Linked DNA regions of Capra hircus: region 1 is linked to region 2. A link is a contact called in public Hi-C data. All regions are on one chromosome and are shown on one strand. The core of a region is the stretch at or near the end of the contact, and the rest is flanking DNA. Distances in the headings are between cores, read along the strand shown.

The links. A called contact is a pair of places that touch in the nucleus more often than the background predicts.
Region 1: a Hi-C map of liver shows a contact between it and region 2, with 6 times the contacts expected there. The contact joins the promoter of MGAT5B here to the enhancer-like site in region 2. A contact is called at or near these places in 3 of 5 Hi-C or Micro-C datasets (blood and liver).

Annotation. Positions count from the first base shown.
Region 1 is chr19:54,182,346-54,185,070 of ARS1.2, forward strand. It overlaps MGAT5B (alpha-1,6-mannosylglycoprotein 6-beta-N-acetylglucosaminyltransferase B), which reads right to left and starts at 1,252. Exons shown (of 18, transcript XM_018063721.1): 1 at 596-1,252. The coding sequence starts at 663.
Region 2 is chr19:54,027,966-54,030,665 of ARS1.2, forward strand. No RefSeq gene overlaps it. Among named protein-coding and RNA genes, the nearest start is that of SEC14L1, 63 kb to the left of the region's middle. Within about 2 kb of position 1,351, at least 1 of the 5 cell types and tissues checked has an H3K27ac peak or open chromatin away from gene starts, as enhancers often do.

The DNA of each region.
Region 1 (2,725 bases), core at 2-2,501, 150 kb after region 2:
AAGGCCCGCGATCCGGGATCGAATTCCCAGTAGAAGGGGGTGGGGGGTCTTTGCCACAATCTCGGGGCCCTCCCATGGGACAGAAGCCCGCACCCCCCGAGAGAAAAGGAGTGCAAGCAGGAGGCGGGGTCAAAGAGGGTGGCTCGGGCGGAGGGGGTGGGGGGGCGGGCTGGGTGGGGATGCCGCCCCGCTCGAGCGCTAACTTTGCCGCGGGGATGGGGCCGATCTCGAGGTGGGGAAGGACCGGAGAGGCAGGGAAGGGGCGCCCTGGCTGGGGCAACTTCCCCGGCCCAGGACCACAACATGGGTGATTTCTGCCCCCTTTCCCACCTTCGCACCCCGAGTCCTCTCCGAATCTAGACCAAACTCGGTCCACACGTCCCAGAATCACACACCCTCCCCACCCGAACCGGGACCCCAGCTCCATGCCTTTCCCAGCCCCGCTGGCCACCATCAAGGGTGGAAGCACAAACCGCCCCGCTCTGCTACTGGGACACCCTAGGGACAGGTACCCTCGCAGAGACTGACCTCGCCCACCTACCCCGCGCCCCCTTGGAGAAAAAGCCCTCCCCGCGCCAACGGGAAAGAACTTTACCGAAAGGGTCTCAGGGTGACCAGGCATCTTCTGACCATTATCTTCCCATCGGGGTTGACTGTGATCATTGTTCAAACTTGTCCGGGCGAGAAGCCGAGGGCGAGGCCGGCCGGACGGTCCCGAGCTCGGCTCTGGCCACGTCCTGGCAGCGAACCCTCTGCGGGCCGAAGCCGGGCCCGAGCGAGGCGAGGAGGGGGCCCGGGGGCCCGGCGGCTTCGCGGCCCGCGGGGTCGGCGGGGGCTCGGCGGGCAGGGGCCGGGGAGCGGCGCGGCTGCCGGAGGCCGGCGAGGGCGCCTGGCCGGGCCGTCTCTGCGTCTCCGCCCTCCCCCTTCACATTCTGGAGGCCGGGAGGCGGCGCGCCCCCAGACCGCCGGCCGCGCGTCTGCCTGCTCGGGCTCTCTCGCAGGGCGGGACGGCGCCGCGACGCGCAGACGGGCTCCCCGCCGCGGGCGCCCTCATGCCCGCCCGGGCCCGCGCCCTCGGTGCCGGCTAGCGGCGGCCCCGGCCCCGCGCCCCGGCCCCCCGCGCCTCCGCGCCGCGCCGCTTCCCGGCCGCGTACCGCGCCGCGCCCATGGCCCCCGGCGAGGGCGCCCCGCGCCCGCGCTGCCGCCCGCTCTCCCCGCTGCCCGCCCTCGGGTGTCGGGTGTCCAGCCCCGCGCTGCGTTACGCCCGGAGGCGCCGCATTGTTAGCTCGGAGGAGGCGGCCGAGTAGCGGCTGGGGCGGCCCGGGAGCGGCCGCCACGCTTCCTCGGCGCGCCGGCGCCACCTCGTGGCCGCGGCCCAGCGGCGCGCTCTCCAGGCCCGAGGCGGGGCGCCGGGGTGGGAAGGCGGGCGGGCGTCCCCGAGCCTCCTTCCAGCCCTGCAACTTCCCCAGGCCCCGCTTTCGGAAGCATGCCGGGTGCCACCAGCTCTGAGGGCCGAGGGCTGCTTCGGGCTCCTGCAGAGCACAGAGGAGGTCAGCGCTAGGAGGAGGTTGCCCCCTTATGCCCTGTGCCAGGGCCCTCCCTCGGGTCGCTGCTCCTGCCTCTGCGGCCACAGGGCTTCTGCATCGGCCCCTTCACACCCACGATTTCGCTTTGCAACCTTCACCCATCCTTTGGCCCTCTATGGACAGACTGCAGCAGCTCTCCTTTGCTTCCTTTTTTTAAACACGGCCTGTGACACTGAGGCTTTTCCTCTGAGCCCAGAAACAGGGGCAGGTGGGTTGGGTTCTAGTCTCAGACCTTCCGTTAACCAGCGGGTGATACCTGAAAGTCAAGGGGACTGCTCGGTTTCCCTCACCCTGCCCCACCCCACCCCATGGCTCAGCGGTAAAGAATCTACCAGCAATGCAGGAGCCGCAGGAGACACGGGTTCGACCCCTGGGTCACGAAGATTCCCCTGGAGGAGGAAATGGCAACCCACTCCAGTACTTTTGCCTGGAGAATCCCATGGTCAGAGGAGCCTAGCCAGGCTACAATCTATAGGGTCTGACATGACTGACATGGAGTCTGACATGACTGAAGCGACTTGGCAGGCACACGTGAGGTTCACTAAGGCTCCTTCCAACTCCAGAAAGCATGCATGTCCTCCCTTCACCCCCACCCACCCTGCTTCCACTTCTTGACCCTGGAGAGGTGTTTGCCTTTGCAGAGAGAGGTCAGTGGCCCCTGTGAGCACCCCGAGCAAGAACCAAGCCTGGATCTGAGGATGCTGCTCAGGCAGGAAGGGCACTTGCCAGACCAGCTTGGCCAGCCATAGCCAGGGAAGGCCCAGGCTGGGAAGAGCCCAAGGCCTCAGGCCATGTGAAGAAGGACATGGATGACCCCGAGGGCCTTTCCAGAAGAGGAAACCTCTATACTGGTCCATCCAGTCCTTGTCTGGTCCAACCAGGCCCCAGCCTCCCCGCTTCCACCCCCACCCCTTTGCTGCTCACCTAGCCCACCCCCCAGCCCTGATCAGGGCCATTTCTCACCAGCTGTGACTCACAGTCTGCCCTTCCTGCTCCTTCCTCATCAAAATTCACCTGTCCAGTGTTCCATTACCTCATCGCCTTGCTTGCCGCTAATGTGAAAGTCGATGATGAATTGGTGTTGGCGGATTAATGTGTTAACTCCAGCTAGGTGACAAATTTGCATTGAACAAGGACAT
Region 2 (2,700 bases), core at 101-2,600:
TTTAAAGGCCTTCCAGATCGCTTCTCGGCCTTTTGGGTAAGATCGAGTATACACGGCTTCCAGGTGGTTGTTTTCAGGTCTGGAGATGGTGGTGAGAACGGCAGGGGTGGGTGCTTCAGGCTGTGAAGCAGAACTTCTTTATAATGCCCAGCCTGGAGGGGAGCAGAACCCTAACCACACACTGTACCTCCTCTCCTAGGTTCCGCATGTCTGTAGCTGGTATTTATTGTCTGCAGATTCCAATTGGCCTGAAACTAGAGGAAAGAAACATGGGGGTCTGAAATTGCCACCAGTACTGTGGGGGCTTCAGGAACCAACTTGGTACCAGTTGGTTGGAGAAATATAATTCCCACGTGAGACCCATCTCCTGACTCTAAAATAGAAACACACCAGCAAAGCCAGCCTGTAAAGGAGGGAGGAGGCTTACTGGAGCATCTTCTTAGCTCTCAAGTGGTACCCAGTTGGTGACATGTGGATCTGAGTCATCACCAGCAGCAGATGTCAATTTCCATAGGGGTCAATTTCCATGAGTCTTGAAGTCATCTTGTAGCTGTGAGAACACAAGTCACCTCTTCTTCCATGTTATTTTGTGATTACTGCTTGAAAAAGACAGAGACAAAGAGAGAAACTGACAGATGGGGGTGCAGGGACGAGAGAGATACAGAGAGATAGACAGTATGCATGAAGGAAGGAATCTCAATAAAAGAATCCCAAGTCTAGTTTTTGTCTCTCTAGAAGTTCTCATTTTTCAAGCTGCCATGGGGATGTTGGTGCTCATGTGCAAACTCAATTCTCCATAATCCTGCAGCGCTATGGCCCAGGGACAGCCTGAGTCTGGGGACACGTCACCCATTTGTTCTTCTGACCCTGCCACACACCCACCATCCATCAGTCATGGCTGCAGGGAGCAGAGTGTTTCCATGCTCCCCAGATGTGCGATCTCTCTCCCTCTGCTGGAGATGGCCTCTGCAGACTGGAGGCAGTGGGACTGGCCCCAGGTGGGCCCCCTTTGCCTCCTGCATCCCTTTGCCTTGGGCAGTTCTCCAAGGTCCCTGCGGCTCAGACCATCCTGAGGCTGACTGCCTTGGAATGACCTCCCAGTGACACCCATCAAGTTGTTCTGGAAATCTCCTTTATTCTGTGCTTCTAGGGTTCCAAGGAAGAGGAGCTTTCTAAGCAGAGGGGTCAGGCTGGTCTTGCAGTTATGTTGGTGATGGGGGGTGAAACATGGATGCAGCCTTGGAGATGAGGGGGCCAGCGGTGCCTGAAGAGGGAGTGGGCTCGCGGGAGTGTCAGTGGGCAAAGGACACTTGGGGCCCTCAGCTCCTTGCCCACCCGCCTCGCTCGCCTCCCCACTGCTTCCTGCCAAACCTCATTGGTCCCCCACCAGGTCCGCACGCTGACCCCGTGACAGCTCGTGCTGGGGTCACGTGGTGGGATGGGAGGGGGTGTTATCAGTCCAAAACACGCCAGCCGCCAGCGTGTTTTATGGGATTCCGAAAGCACAGCAAGTGGAAGAAAAATCTTCCCCTAAGCTTCCCTCAGAAGATAGAGGGGGAAAAAATGAGGAATGGGAGAGATGAAAAGACTTTTTTCTTGCCCAAATAGGAGCCACACTTCAGATGAAAATAACATGTCTTGAAGGTGGTGATAAGATAGGAAAGAAAATTGCTCTCAAAGCGTTTAAGGCGGTGCCTCCCTCTTATCTTCCATGCCCCTACCCGGGGGAAGACGGTGTTTTCAGCTGATTGAAAAGAACCCAGTAGGTGGAACAAAAGCTGGTCTCTGAGAACATTAGCCCATTGTTTAAAGTGTTTAATTTCAAGCCTTCAACACTTTCTTTTTTTTAAAAAACAAATCCATGAGGCAACTGTAGGGAGAAAACAAGAGCTGCCTGCCAATTAGCGCTATCTTGCTTGCTTGTCCAACTGCTCCATCTTTTGTTAAAGCCATAAATGCATTTTTCCAAGCCACTTGGCTTCTCGGATGCTGTATATTTAATCTGCCTGGAACATTCCACAGATCGGGCGCTTTTCAAAGCATTTCATTAGAGCTGTGACTGCCCCATGAGGGTGCACACCCAGCCCCTCCCAGACAGTGCGGTCAGTGCTCAGCTTAACAGGCAGCCTTCTTGGCTGGCTTTGGTCACAGAAAATGTGTCACTTGTGGTTATGGGTTGACTTGCGTCCCCTCCAGATTCACATAATGAAGTTCTAACCCCCATGGCCTCAGCATGTAATTTGGAAGTAGAGTCGTTGCAGATATAATTAGTTAAAGTGAAGTGAAAGTTTCTCGGTAGTGTCTGACTCTTTGCGACCCCACGGACTATACAGTCCATGGAATTCTCCAGGCCAGAACACTGGGGTTGGTATCCTTTCCCTTCTCCAGGGGATCTTCACAACCCAGGGATCGAACCCAGGTCTCCCGCATTGCAGGCGGATTCTTTACCAGCTGAGCCACCAGGGAAGACCAAGAATACTGGAGTGGGTGGGCTATCCCTTCTGCAGGGGATCTTCCCGACCCAGGAATTGAACGAGGGTCTCCTGCATTGCAGGGAGATAATTAGTTAAGATGAGGTCATTAGGGTGGGCCCTAATTCAATATGACCGGCGTCCTTATAAAAGGGGAAATTTGGTCACAGAGACACACATGGAGGACAGATGGCATTCCAAAAGCCACGGAGCAGACTTCCCTGGTGGT